Linked DNA regions of Zea mays: region 2 is linked to region 1. A link is a contact called in public Hi-C data. All regions are on one chromosome and are shown on one strand. The core of a region is the stretch at or near the end of the contact, and the rest is flanking DNA. Distances in the headings are between cores, read along the strand shown. Region 1 holds the start of LOC100383429 (sodium/hydrogen exchanger). Region 2 holds the start of LOC100285208 (lipopolysaccharide-modifying protein).

Region 1 (3,704 bases), core at 738-3,237:
TTATTACAACTGACAAGGGAAAATGAAGTTGGCTTGCACTGCAAGTGTTTTATATAGAACCTAATCCTGCCATAATAGCTACACACAGGAGTGATGGGTGTACATTGCTAACCAATGAATTTATTTGCTCTGATAGTCTACAGATAGTTTTCTTAATCTGCAAGTGTGGCATAGGCCCAGATTCCAGTGCTACATATTGTTTTTCAAACATATAACTGCCCCTAGTACCATGATCATGCTTTTTATATGCAAAATACTAACGGTAACATATTTTTCGTCAAAAATATTGTGTGGTTAGGGACAATATGAGCATACATGTGAAACCAAAGTAAGACCATGCAAACTGCACAAGTGGTTTTAGCAACTTACCAAGAGAGATTATTACAAAGGAAATCAGAGTCCCAATAGCACCAAACAAAATAATTGTTATAAAGTTGCGGAAGAATTGCTTTTTCTTTACTTGAAACCTGATAATGTGGAGAAACATTTACAAAAGGTATACTTCATTACTTTCATGAAATGTAGCTTTGGATTTTATACAAACCACACAAAATGTTTTACGGGATTCCTTCGATAGTCTAGCACAGTTCTGTTAGCCTAAATTACTGAAATAGTTTGCCAAGTTCAGAAAAACAAATGTTTAAACAAAGTGGTGCTTACTCATAATTTGAATTATTTAGTTATACAAGGGTCCCTATAAGCCCCTGATACAACCCTGGAGAACACAAAGACAACTTTGTACTTGAGGAAAGCAGTTGTTTAAATGGGTTTTATAGTGAAGATAATACCCGGCTCCGGAAGGAAATCTAAGGGGTTGTTTGGTTTCTAGGGACTAATTTTTAGTCCCTCAATTTTATTCCATTTTAGTCTCTAAATTACTAAATATAGAAACTAAAACTCTATTTTAGTTTCCCTATTTAACAATTTATGAACTAAAATGGAATAAAGTGGAGGGACTAATGTTTAGTCCCTATAAACCAAACAACCCCTAAGACACAAAAACCACGGTGGTACTAAGCAGACTCACCCGGCATTGAAGATTATCGGCGGAAGTAAATATATGAAAAACAGGTCCTCGCTGAACACAAGAATGCGTGAGTTTGTCCCATTAGTAACCAGCAGGATGACGCCTCCGGTGATGAGGCCCTACATACAGGAAACAAGAACACTCAAAGCAGTGCCCACAGAAGCAAAACCACAGACACCCGGACTGCGAGAGAGCGGAGGCCGGAGAGCCCCACCATGACAAGCGCGGTGATGGACTCGTTCACCCATCGGTTCCCTTCCAGCAAGTGGCCGATGACAATGCAGCTGCAGAGCAGCGCGATGAAGATGTTAATCGAGACGATGGCGTCGTGATCCGAGACCGAGAGCCCGCCGGATTTGAGAAGAGCTCCCAAACCCAGGCCCATGTCGCCACGCCAGGAGATCCACCGCAGCGCAAAGCAACCTGGTAGCAGACATGGAGGTCAGATGGCCGCTCACAGTCACAGCACAGGACGTAGCATGGCCACACTTTGCAGGATGCAAGGAAGGAACTCAATTATTGCTTGAACAGTGCAGTTTTGGTTAATTAAACCAGCAGAACACTTGTTTTTTTTTTGTTCTAATCACCAAACAAGAGACAAGTTGAAAAAAGATAAACCGGGATGCAGAAAAGATTCAAGCTAAGCAGCATCGCGGCTACCAGTAAAGCACCCGCAATTAAGCCACGGATTAGCGGGAAGGAGCTGCAAATCCAACCAAGAAATGAACCTGTACGGCTGTGCCAACCCAAGTCAGAAGGCGCCGGCTGCGTCCGGGGATCTGAACCGCGGGGGAGAAGATCTGGACGCCGGTTTCGCGTGGGTTCGGTGGGTGATCCGCGGAGAGGGGGAGGAGGAGTGGTGGAGTCCCGCGCTGGCCATGAGGCTGAAAGCGAGGCGGAACAAACGAACCAAGGAAAAGAAAAACCCACGCGCGAGGGCAGGGCGGGCGGTCAAACGCCCACTCTCCGCCACGCGACGGCGCGAGGAAGGAGGCTCGTGTCCATGACGTGTGGGGATCGGGTTGTTTGGGCCCCGCGTGTCGGTAGCAGTTATTGGAAGCCACGCTGCGTGCTCGGGAGGGAGGGAGGGATCTCCGGAGGCAGGCCGACGTGGCTGGCAGGATGCGTGGGAGGACCGACCAGCTTGGGTGGACGACGTGGGCGCTCGTCTTTTTGGTGGGGACCACAATGACAGTGCCAGCACGGCAACGGATAAAGAAGGAGCTGAGCGGCCTTGTCGCTGCTGGTCAAGGAGAACAACCTGAACGACCACAGTGGTTTCTCTGATGTATTTTTCTGTGCAAAACTGTATGCTCTGAATTTGTAGGCGCCGGTTAGATCTTTTGAATTGAATTCCATTCTACTAATAATAATTTAGATATAAATCAATTAAGTTAATATAGTTTTATATAAAATATATCTTCTGTATATTATTGTTGACCACCTGAGAAAATATTTACGTGTTATATTTTTACCATAAAAAACATTACAGAGTAAAAATATTTATGTGATACCTTTTTATTCACCTATGCTTGTTCCGTTTCGAGTTTGTTTGTCGGTCTGAAACGATCGACAACGAATGACTGAATGAGAGATGTGTGGTCCCCGCCCCTCAGCTACGCCCACCTCAGCGGCCTCCTCGCGCGCTGCGGCCGCGCTGGGGACCTCCGCCTCGGCACCTCGCTGCACGCCATCGTCGCCAAGAACCCCAGCCACTTCCGCCTCTGCCCACGCCGTTCCTGCCTGCAGCACGTGGTCGTGGTATGGAACTCCCTCGTCGCCATGTACGGCCGCTGCGGCTGCCGCGGGGACGCCGTCAGGGTGTTCGACGAAATGGCCCTCCGGGACTCCGTGTCCTGGAACTCGCTCCTCTCCGCCTCCGCTTCGGCCACGGATGCGCTCGCGCTGCTCAGGCGGATGCTGAGCGCCGCGCCAGGCGCCGCCGCGTGCGACCACGCCACGCTGACCACCGTCCTGTCCGCGTGCGCGCGCGCTGGCGGGGGCACGGGCTCCGCGTCGCTCCCCGCGGTACACGGGCTGGCGGCGTCGTGCGGGCTCGACGCTGAGGTGTCCGTCGGGAACGCGCTGATCACCGCCTACTTCGAGTGCAGCTCCCCGGGCTCTGCGGAGCGTGTGTTCGACGGCATGGCGGACAGGAACGTCATCACGTGGACGGCGATGGTCTCCGGGATGGCTCGGGCAGAGCGATATAGCGAGAGCCTGTCTCTGTTCCGGCAGATGAGGCGCGCGGTGGACGCCAACAGGGCGTCGTACTCGAGTTCTTTGCTAGCATGTGCCGGATCACGCGCCGCCAGGGAAGGGCAGCAGATTCACGGGCTTGCCGTCAAGGCTGGGCTGGAGACTGATCTCCATGTCGAGAGTGAGCTCATGGACATGTACTCCAAATGCGGGTTGATGGAGGATGCGCTGAGGGTGTTCCGCTCCGGCCAGGATCCTGACGAAGTTTCCTTGACGGTGATTCTTGCTGGGTTTGCTCAGAACGGACTGGAGGAGGAGGCGTTCAGGTTGTTCGCTGAGATGGTCGGGAAAGGAATCCGCGTCGACGCAAACATGGTTTCTGCAGTCCTGGGTGCCTTCGGTGCTTCGGCGCCGTTTGCTCTTGGGAAACAGATCCACGCGCTGGCCATCAAGAGATGCTTCGGAGGGAACACCTACG
Region 2 (3,704 bases), core at 716-3,215, 540 kb before region 1:
AAATTCAAGGAAATTGCAATTGACCTAAAAATGAAATCTGAACATGCTTTTGTCAGAAGCTTTAGAACCATCATTGAAATCCTCCCAACTCGTTCTGATCTGTCTGTTGAGTCTAATAAATAAATAAATAAAGAAAGAAAGAAATCCTAGAGAGAGAGGGAGGGGGAGGGATCACGGCGGCGGGAGCACGCACGGGTCGCCCGGCGCGGGGTCTGCCTTGGATGCGTGGAGGAACCTCCGCTGCTTGTCGTCTGCGAGGCAGAGCAGGGATGCCTCGCATGCCTCCTGCGCGTGGGGCGGCGGGCTCAAGCCGTGGTCCTGGTCTATGAGGAGGCGCGCATACTCGGTGAGCAGGTGCAGCATGTAGTCGTAGACGGCGTGCATGCGGAGGTCCTGCACGAGCCTCTGCCCGCGCCTGCCGACGCGCTCGGCCTCGTCCGGGTTGGCGTTGCCCCAGTCGACGGCGTCCCGGATGGACTCGCACATGCCCAGGGCGGCGACCGGCCAGTAGTTCACCCGGGGCTCCAGCCCGCGGCTGAAGAAGTCCTGGTAGCGCGGCTCGATGAGCAGCGCCATGGAGCCGCAGGAGAGGATGTACTTGAGGCTGACCGACCACGCGAAGCCCTCGGCGTAGATCTTGTAGCGGTGCGTGCACTGCGCCGAGAGCCTCGAGTGCTGGTAGCCGGACCTGGCCTCGTCGTCCCAGTTCTGGCGCATGATCTCGGCGCGCCACAGGGCCGTGTCGTTGCAGCCCAGCAGCGCCTCCCGCAGCGGCGACGCCACGTCCGGGTTGCCCTTCCAGTACGCCGTCGGCACCCTGTCCGCCCATCTCGTTGCCCTGGCGCCCGCCCTGATGTTCTTGAACTCGTGGTTCCATGGCTCGATGTTCGTCTCCGGCCAGCCCCAGAAGGACCAGTCAGGGAAGGGGATGTCGAAGTGGTCCCTGGTGGTGCAGTAGCGGAAGAGCGGCGGCGGCGGCAGAGCGCCGTCCCCGTGCTCGGTCCGGTTGATGGCGGGGCGGTCCATGCAGTCGAACATGAGGTCCACGTCGGGCACGCGCCCGGGGTACCGCCGCATCAGCTGCAGCAGGCTCCACACCGTGAACAGGGCGCGGCTCTGCACGCAGGCGTAGTAGAGGTCCACGTGCAGCCGCCGCCCGCCGCCCGTGATGGTGACGCGCATGGACGCGCGCCGCCGCGCCTCGTCCAGGAGCGCGCGCGTCACGCCCCGGCCCTGCCCGCGCCACGGAGCCAGGTCCCGGTGGATGGCAGCGAAGTAGGCAGGGCACTGCTTTTGCTTCTTCTTCTTGTTACCTTGCGGCTGCGGCGACGACGACGACGACGATAGCGGCGGCAGGCAGGCGATGGAGGGCGCGCACCGCAGCGCCGCGCGCGCCGGCGGCCGGCCCTTGTCGTGCGGGAACGGGTGCCACGGCGTCGGCTCCAGGTTGTGGCCCAGCAGCGTCCGCGTCCGCGACATGGCGTCGTCGTACGCCTGCGCCGACGAAACAAAATCAAACAAACCGCAACAAGCACGCGGTCAACCGCTTAAATCCTGTACCGAGTGGACGACGGCGAGGACGATCACGGCCGAGAAGGCCGCGATGGCGGAGACCACGAGCGCCGACAGAGGCGGGTACCGCATGGCTCGTCCCCGGCCTCCGGCGCCCTCCGCCGCCATGTATGTGTGTGTAGCCCGCCTGCGGATCGCCGCCCAGAATATGGACCACTGCACAGGGGCCGCACTAAAAGTAAAACACGCGCACGAATGTATCAAACCAACCAAAAGAATAAATCCGTGCACTTTCAAAAGTAGTACGTGTCCTCAATATTCGGATCTGACAACCGGCAACCGTCTGCGTGCATGCTGACCTGCATGGCCATGGCCCATGGACGCCGAGCACTCACCCGGCGGACTAGCGGAGGACGAGGATGAGTTAATTACCGTGCAATCTCACGTACTATTCGTTTGTTCCTGAATATTGGTGTCCGCAGAGCTCTGTCTACTTTTTATTTGTTTACTAGCTAGCTATTCCTATGATCTATCTGATCCGCAGGATTCTACTCCCGTCTGAAAAAAGAAGAAACAATTCTACTTCTGCTCTATTCTTATCTTTTAAAGTTTGATAGAAGGGTGTCAATATTTTCAACACAAGATTTGGTATATATACTTCGAGAAGAATATTATAAACATTACTCCCTCTATCCCAAAATAGAATTCGTCTTAGACTAATAATATATTTATTAAATAATATATGAATGTAGTTTACATGTACGTTTATATTTATTATCATTTAAACGATTGTGAATGGAAAAAATAGGCAAGAAAAAACTATATTTTAGGATAGAGGGAATATTATTTTTTTAAGAACTAGACACAACTATCACCAATTCTATCTTTTTGTGATGAAAAGAAGATGTGATATATTTTTTTATATATAAAGAAATGAGAAGGTATTGATTCTTTTGATTGGATACTAGTCCTTGGGAGGGAAGAATACTTTTTTCCCTCTCTCAAGAGGGGGACAACAGAGATGCTGAAACTACGTGCATTTATTTGTGAGCATTGGTATTTATTCGTCCACCATATTTTCCTCAGCATAAACTTGTCAGCCATTTGCAAAGCAAAGTGCTCATCAGATTAAATGAATAATATGGATAAAACTCTCTTTACTAGCCGCATCCTGTGGACCCAAATGCAGGCCTTTTTTGGCTAGCTCCATGAGAGTGAGATGTGTGGGCATGTGACAGAGTGGCTGCCCAGCGCCACACGGAATGAGCTGGACATGCACAAATGGAATGGTGGTCCATGTAGAGTTGACATGCTGGTCCAGTCATATCATCGCTTAGAAGCTACTCCACTCAAAGGTGTCTTTTTTGGGTACCTTGGACCGTAGTTTAGTTCAGACTTTATATGTCAATTATAAGGATTAATGTGGTGTTTGAGATGACTCTAGGTTCCAACTCTATTGTGGAGCTATAGTTTATAATATCAATTTAAATAGTTCTAAAAATATTTTTTAATATAAATAATAAATAAAATGACTTGTCTTCTAAAGACTTACAGCTCCAACTTTATAATTTTCTAGAGCAACCTAATGATCTAAAGCTATCTCAAACAAGACCTAAATATAAGCTAATTACGAAATTAATTGTATAAGCCCCAACAAATACACGAGACAAATCTACTTAGCATAATTAATCTACAACTAGCACATATTTACTGTAGCAACACATAGACTAATTAAGATTAATAGATTCGTCTAAAAATTAACCATGATTTATACAAACTATTTTTATAATTAACTTATGTTTTGTCTTCTTAATTGACAACCAAAACCTACACTAAACTTTAGTCCGAGAGATCCGAACACCCTAAAAGTAACCTCACTTATCCTCTTATCAAACGCCAAAAATGATAACTCTCTTAGCAAGAATGCACATTACGCTTCATGTTCCTTACCATAACAATATACCTAATAAGACCGGTAGATGGATGAGATCCAAGGAAATAAATTTAGAGAAACAACTTTCATTAATACTCATATGCAAAAGGCAGGATGTAAACACACTTCTGACAAATTTATATGGAAAATGATAAATTCCACACATGTGCACTAAAAATCGTAGATTTGTTTTTTGTCTCCAACACACATGACATTCATCATTTTAGTATTCGTTTTTCTAAGTTGACTTTGCATCTCA

The links. A called contact is a pair of places that touch in the nucleus more often than the background predicts.
Region 2: a Hi-C map of tassel shows a contact between it and region 1, with 2.7 times the contacts expected there. The contact joins the promoter of LOC100285208 here to the promoter of LOC100383429 in region 1. A contact is called at or near these places in 10 of 25 Hi-C or Micro-C datasets (bundle sheath, ear, endosperm and 4 more).

The regions. Positions count from the first base shown.
Region 1 is chr10:91,764,204-91,767,907 of Zm-B73-REFERENCE-NAM-5.0, reverse strand. It overlaps LOC100383429 (sodium/hydrogen exchanger), which reads right to left and starts at 1,987. Exons shown (of 15, transcript NM_001176080.2): 1 at 1,756-1,987; 2 at 1,242-1,450; 3 at 1,028-1,146; 4 at 370-467. The coding sequence starts at 1,412. LOC100383629 (pentatricopeptide repeat family protein) reads left to right here and starts at 2,615. Exons shown (of 1, transcript NM_001176277.2): 1 at 2,615-3,704. The coding sequence starts at 2,615.
Region 2 is chr10:92,299,614-92,303,317 of Zm-B73-REFERENCE-NAM-5.0, reverse strand. LOC100285208 (lipopolysaccharide-modifying protein) reads right to left here and starts at 1,965. Exons shown (of 3, transcript NM_001358231.1): 1 at 1,872-1,965; 2 at 1,561-1,728; 3 at 52-1,494. The coding sequence starts at 1,883. The coding sequence ends at 172.